Regions from separate parts of the Zea mays genome. Here region 1 is linked to region 2. A link is a contact called in public Hi-C data. All regions are on one chromosome and are shown on one strand. The core of a region is the stretch at or near the end of the contact, and the rest is flanking DNA. Distances in the headings are between cores, read along the strand shown. Region 1 holds the start of LOC100285901. Region 2 has its middle 13 kb from the start of LOC100304088.

What was found. A called contact is a pair of places that touch in the nucleus more often than the background predicts.
Region 1: a Hi-C map of tassel shows a contact between it and region 2, with 2.5 times the contacts expected there. The contact joins the promoter of LOC100285901 here to the enhancer-like site in region 2. A contact is called at or near these places in 4 of 25 Hi-C or Micro-C datasets (ear, leaf and tassel).

Annotation. Positions count from the first base shown.
Region 1 is chr2:16,200,065-16,203,295 of Zm-B73-REFERENCE-NAM-5.0, reverse strand. LOC100285901 reads right to left here and starts at 1,465. Exons shown (of 2, transcript NM_001158790.2): 1 at 1-1,465. The coding sequence starts at 1,118.
Region 2 is chr2:15,913,155-15,916,831 of Zm-B73-REFERENCE-NAM-5.0, reverse strand. No RefSeq gene overlaps it. Among protein-coding and RNA genes, the nearest start is that of LOC100304088, 13 kb to the right of the region's middle. Within about 2 kb of position 1,396, at least 17 of the 20 cell types and tissues checked have an H3K27ac peak or open chromatin away from gene starts, as enhancers often do. A contact at or near this core is called in ear, leaf and tassel, where this site is marked.

The DNA of each region.
Region 1 (3,231 bases), core at 216-2,715, 290 kb before region 2:
GGCGACATTATGCCCCTCGCCACCAGCACCGTGAACCCCCACGCCACGGACACCGTCCAGCGGTTCGCGCTGTCGTAGCAGATGGACTGCTGCATCAGCCCCGCCGTGTCCAGCTTCACTGGCCCGTCGAACAGCCGCCGCACCGCCGAGGGGCGCGACCTCGCGTCCGGGAACAGCGGCTTCACGACGTCGAGGTGGTGAAGCGTCACGATCGGCGCCACCGGGTGGGACGCGAGGAGGCCGAGGAGGTCGCCGTACACGTCGTACTGGTGGAACCCCGGGTGTTTGGTGAGCGGCACGCCCAGCTCCGCCATGCACGCCTGGATCCGGTCGTCGCTGCCGTACAGCGCCGGGTACCGGCGGAGGCAGCCATCCTGCATCCGCGCGAGCGCCTCGGCCAGCGGCCGGCTGATGGCGAAGCCGCCGCCGCCGTACGCCATCCCGTAGGAGAAGTAGATGTTCTGCAGGTGGCTCTCGGAGAGGGAGCCGATGTAGTAGGGCTGGCGGTGGTCGAACTTGTTGAGCACGGTGAGGAGGTTGTCCGGGAAGAAGACGGTGTCGTCGTCGCCCATGACGAACCAGCGCACGCCGGGGAGGCCGAGGCGGAACGTCTCGGAGACGATGCGGGAGATGCGGATGGCGGAGCGGTGGCCGCGGCGGTGCGTGTAGGGGAAGGCGGACGTGTCGGACGAGATCCTGATGGCCGGGAGCCCCGTGCGCGCCGTGGACATATTGGACTCGCGCACCTTGCGGTCCAGCCACACGTAGCCCCGCATGGCGCCGCGCGGGCGCCACCACACCTTGATGTACTCCTTACGCTTGTCCCAGAACCGCGACGACGCCGCGATGCCGAACACTACGTGCTGCAGCGTTGTCGACGTGGACCCAGCCACGGTGGAAGGGGGCAGCTGCTTCTCCGCCACCGCCGTGAGGTTGGCAGACATCCGGGAGACCGAGACGGCGTCAGGCGCGCAGTTGGAGGCGGCCGACGACGCCGAGGTGAGGAGGAGGTGCAGCGTGTAGAAGAAGTAGAGGGCGGTGAGGGGGAGGAGGAGCAGGAGGAGGAAGCGGAGGAAGGAGGCGGTGAGCGTCTCCTTCCCGCCCCCTCCCTTCATCATCCCCGTCGCCGTGGCTGCTGCTCCTCACGGCCTCACCCTCACCGTATCGAACGAACCCCTCGGCGCCGCCGTCCACCGCTTAGCCGGCCGAGCCGCGAGGCGCCCGATTTCGCCGGCGGAATCAGAATCGGTGGGGTTTCGCGGGGGCGAGAGGCTCACACGGGCTGCGCATTCCCCTCCGCGTGTTACTCCGCGCCGCCGCCTGCTGCTCTCTCTCTCCTCAGCTCGAGTTCTCTCCTATCGGTCGGCGATTTGGGTGGGATGGGAGAGCGGTGCGGTGGGTGGGTCGGCGAGCGCTTCGGTTTCGTGCCCGCTTTTGCCCACCTTTTTCTCCCCGTGCCGCTGCAGCTGTTGCATGCCTGCGGGCTGCTGCTGCCGCGCCGCCGCCTACTGCTAATGGCGAGATAGTTTATTAGCGGGGCCTAGAGATTTGCTGCTGACGCTGTTTCGCCGCATCAACATTCACTGAAGCATGCGTGTGTGAGAGGAGAGAGAGAGAGAGAGAGGATGTAAATGGTATCATTAATAATCTGGGTTGTGAAGATGAGGTAAAAAAAATCGAAACGGAGATTGAACAAACGATAGAAACGGATTGACCGATTGACGCTCGTGTGGCTTGGAGCCATACTTTTGCTGGAATTTGGCTCCCTCAATTGCAAACTGTTTTTCTAGAGAATTTAGAAAAGCTAAAAATATACGCCATGGGAATTTAGAAAAGGTAAAAACATATAATAAACAAATTGCTTGTAGCATTACAAAGAATTACCTCCCACTTACAAACATCCGTGAAGGTAGCACTCATATTATAAACAAATTGCTTGTAGCATTACAAAGAATTGTATTCAACCCATGTGTGCCTAATTGCTTGTATCTTCTTTATTTGTAGGCTATTTGTAGGCCACTTGATTATGTACAGTATGAGTGCTGTTGGTGAATGGCAGGGATGAACAAAACATGGCAAGTGGTAGTTCTTTGTGTCTGTTTACATATGGCTTTATCTAAATATGTATTTCTCTACCGTATATTTTTGTCCCTTTCTTAAAACTATGCCCAGGTGTATTATGATTAAAACTACACCACATGAAAATGAGGAAGACATAAGAATAGTTTTTCAGTATTTATAAAATTGAAGTTTAGTTGTTCCAAGGGTTAATAGAGGTAGTGCAATTCCTAAGCATAATGATTTTGATGTGGATGAGGTTGTCTCACCCATTTCTCCTGACCATGTCAAGCAGAAAAAATGTTCTGACATGACACCCATGAGGAGAAGAATAAGAAAAGTAATATTAGATATGAGTGTGTGAGGTATCTTGTGGATGCATCTTAGTGAATGGCAACATGACTATCATTCAATAAGAGCAAATAAGGTGGTTAACCATGCTATTTATCACTTCAAAATTGTCGGGGACCATAATTAGGGGTACCCTCAAGACGCCTAATTCTCAGCTGGTAACCCCCATCAGCATAAAGCTGCAAAGGCCTGATGGGTACGATTAAGTTAGGGATCAGTCCACACGAGTGACTCGATCATGCTTCACCCGAGCCTAGCCTCGGCCAAGGGCAGCCGACCTCGAGAGACTTCCGTCTCGCCCGAGGCCCCCTTTTTATGGCGGACACATCACCGGCTCGCCCGAGGCCTTGGCTTCGCTCAGAAGCAACCTTGACTAAATCGCCACACCGACTGACCAAATTGCAGGGGCATTTAACGCAAAGGTGGCCTGACACCTTTATCCTGACACGCGCCCCCGGCAGAGCCGAAGTGACCGCCGTCACTCCACCGCTCCACTAACCAGTCTGACAGAGGGACAGCGCCGCCTGCGCCACTCCGACTGCAGCACCACTCGACAGAGTGAGTCTGACCGGCAGTCAGGTCTTGACAAAGGCGCCACGGCGAACTCCGCTCCGCCCGACCCCAGGGCTCGGACTCGGGCTAAGACCCGGAAGACGGCGAACTCCGCTCCGCCCGACCCCAGGGCTCGGACTCGGGCTAAGACCCGGAAGACGGCGAACTCCGCTCCGCCCGACCCCAGGGCTCGGACTCGGGCTAAGACCCGGAAGACGGCGAACTCCGCTCCGCCCGACCCCAGGGCTCGGACTCGGGCTAAGACCCAGA
Region 2 (3,677 bases), core at 147-2,646:
GCCAGGGAAACTGAAACTGACTACGAACTGAAACTGAGAAAGGGAGAGCTGCTACTCACTACTCAGTACGCCGCGACCTCACCTGGAGCGCCTAGAGGGAGAGCGCCGGGCAGAGAGACCAAGTCAGTCGGGAGAGCCACGAGGAGCACCGCGGACTCGCGAGCTCGACGAGCGCCGGGAGCAGTCGGGCGGGGAGAGGGAGACGAAGGCGAGGCGCGGCGCGGCACAGAAAGGAGCGAGCTCGCGATCCGTTCTGAGAAACGGAATGGCGTAACAGCGAGTTGACCTCGGGCTAAATCGGACTCAGATACCAGAAATCTGAAGTTCAATGGATTATAATACTAAAATTTCAATTGCGTGGTTCGGGATACCGATTTTCTGAAGCCCAGTGTTGGGGATATCACGGTTCCAAAAAGCTCGAGCGCCAGGGGCTTGCCAAGCGTTGCGCGACCAGGTCGGGGTCGGGTCGGGTCTCACGCGTGCGTGGGACGTGACCCGTTCGTTCCAGTATCTCCGTTCTCCGGATTGCGTGGTGAATTGGTGATGCCGTCCTGCTACTGACGGGCGCCGTTTCGTTCGCGCCCGCCTCTCTCTTTCCCCTGCTCGTCCGTCCCCGTCCGCGGCATCAGTATCACCCTGCACTGCTGCATGCATCAAGGGCAGAACAGAAGGCGTTCTGTGACGAGAGCACCGGCGAAACATTCAACCCCGCGCCGTGGCGATGCCTTGTGTGACGACTGCCGCCGCTGCTGCTGGCCCTACTACAAGTAGCAGTACTACAGGCGAGGTGGGAACCCTGAAGGTTTTCCCCGTCGGGCAGCAGCACAGGGCAGGGCAGGCAGGCCTCACTGAGACACTGACCTCGCGCTCGCAGTCACGTGAACACGGAGCACCTCGTTCTCGTCCCAAGCCAGGTCTCTCACGCTCGGCGCGTACGTCTCCGGGAGACGAAAGCAATGCAACAACAACCATCGGCTTCGGCGCACTGCAGGGTCGTCGGGCCAGGGGTTCGCTCTTCGCTCGCATATGCATCAAAGCGGACACCGGACGCGCTGAGATCACATTAAACTCGACGACGACTTCCATTCCACCGCGCTCCGGGCCGTCTGATCGGATCGACTGATCCCGCATCCCCAGACCTTGGAGTGGTCGGCAGGCACCCTGGCTGGCCACGCACGGAGCCACACCCGTCACGGAACTGTGCGGGGGCCAGCCGCAGAACAGCTGATGGCGAGGAAGCTTTTTATTGAACGGGCCGGACGAGCATGTACGGTGCCCCACTTGCGTTGCGTTGCTTGCTCCCAATTAACTTGGCCGGGCGCGCGGGGGCCTGGGGGGTCCGGTGCGAGCGCGAGGGCAGGTGCAGGCTGCGGGCGATCGACTCGTGTTGTCGACCGACGCGACGCCGTCGAGTTGGGACGCGCACGGCCATGAGCTGCCGCCGAGCAGTCCCCATCGCGTACGGACCAAGAGCATTGAAGCAGCGAGACGGAAAAGGCACCCGCACCATGCTACAGACCTTGCACCGCCGGGCCCCGCCGGGTGAACAGAACATACGTAGAGTGAGTCTGTCTGCATGCCCGTCTCGTACGTTTTCCAGCGCGTGCCTGGACTGGACGATTCGGTGGCGCGGCCTCTGCTCAGCCTGCCGTCTCGAGAGTAGTAAACGAGAGCCCAGCGCCGCCCCCGGGAGCACTATACGTATTGTTTTCGCAACGACCAAACCAAACCGTCTTGGCAGCCGGAGCTATTAATGAGCCACGTGTACTATACTTCTCCGTCTGCGGTTCTGGTCCTGGTCCTTGCTCCTGAAAGAAAGAGAGGCCGGCCAGGCGAGGCCAGCGGCGACCGGCGTGGAAGATTCAGGGGGTTTAAAATTAGGACGAGGCCAGGAGACTCCAGGTCTAGCTAGCGCGGTTGATTCGTCCCTGGCGCCTAGAAGCAGGAATCAGTCCACCGATAGTGAGGGGGGAGATTCTTCCCTAAGGGCTGATTTGGTGATTAGGGATCCCTAAGGGATCCATGGGGGAGGAATCCCCTTGCAATTCAATTTTGAATAGCAAGAGGATTTCTTCCCTTGGGGATCCCCGATCACCAAATCAGCCCTAAATATTAGCTCCGTCGACGGCGTCTACCTAACCCAGCACCACCAAATCGTACAAGTAGGGAGCGGGTCGAATTCTTAATATATCTCTGGGTCTGGGGGGCGGCCGATATGCTTTGGGAAGAAAGAGTCGCATGCATGCAACTTGCGCGCGTGCTCCCCACACAACACACCCCTCCTCACGTTCTAGTACGTACGTAACGTATCTCCGTGACTTCTCTGGCAGCTTTTCTCTGCGCATTCCCACCCGCCGCTCTCTCTCTCTCTCTCTCTCTGCCTCTCGACACTGAACGAACGCCTCTTTTTTTACACGCTGGACGGTGAATCTCTACGCTGTATCCACTATCCAGGGCGAAGCAATGCAGGGGAGAAGGATCTATATGGTGGTTGGAGCAATTAAAAAATTTGACCACGATGGTACTAGGAGGGTACGGCGGTAACAAGAGGGAGCTGCACGGATGGCGGGCGTAACTGAGGGTAGATCGGCATTCAGGTTAAGTACCATCATCAGTAGTGGTAGCGGCGGGCACAAAAAAGTCGCTGGAGAATTTGCGTGACCAGCCAAGCCATTGCCACCCGCGCGCCTCCTCAGTCTTCAGTCTCAGTGAACGCGATAGCAAAAGATCTTCCCGGCAGGACAGGGGCGTAGTAGGACCATATCGCTCTCGCTTTCCGCGCCAGTAAACCTCGCCGAATTGTTGTTGTATTGTATTGTATTGTATGTTACCCTTTATCCCGCGGCCCCGCGCTCCTTTCGGCCCCCAACTAATTTGCGAGGTGGGGTGGAGACGTGGAGTGCAGAGCAGCGCAGGATGGACCGACGGGAGCGAGGAGCCTGTCAAGATTCCTGTTCTGTGCGTTTTAAGACATGGTTTGAGCCGCGTTTCGGCTTCCAGAAAGTCTCTTGCATTGCATAGCCAATGATGGATGGAGGAGGAGCCACACTGCTGCTCCGGCCTAACTCGGATCTATTTGACAGCCGGCCGGAGCAGTACCCTCTGCAACGAGCTGCGCAAGTGTTCGTATAGGCCGGAACAACAACAAAAATGTCCACAAGAGTGAGTCTCAACAAGAGATCCACTCACCAGTTACATGTGCGGTGTGCCTCATTCCAGCACGCTAGCTACATGAGCTGAGCTCCGTCTGAAACAGCGTCAAAAGATATATGTAGTTTTATTCCGGGCGGCAAAAGCATTTCCTATTCGAAAGACAGGACAAACGCATGGACGGACAATTCCCGATCGGCCGTCCCGTGCTCGGCAATGGTTCCAAGGTTCCTGCTCGTTTTTTCTTTTCTTTTTCTAACGCGCCTGGTATTATGGTATCCGAGAAAAAAAAAACCTGGGCTGTTTCGTTCGCTAGGTTCCTACGTACTTCCTAGTGTTTCTTTTGAGACATTTAGCCCTGGTTTAATGTTGCCAGCGATCTCTCGTCGGAGCCCTTGAGTACCTCACGCGCGCACGGCTGAGCTGGGTCCTGCACGGCGGCGTCCACCCACATACACCGAACCGGATCCCCCACCTGCAATAATAACATAGTAGCACGTATAGGCGAGTCCACGCGATCCAAATTC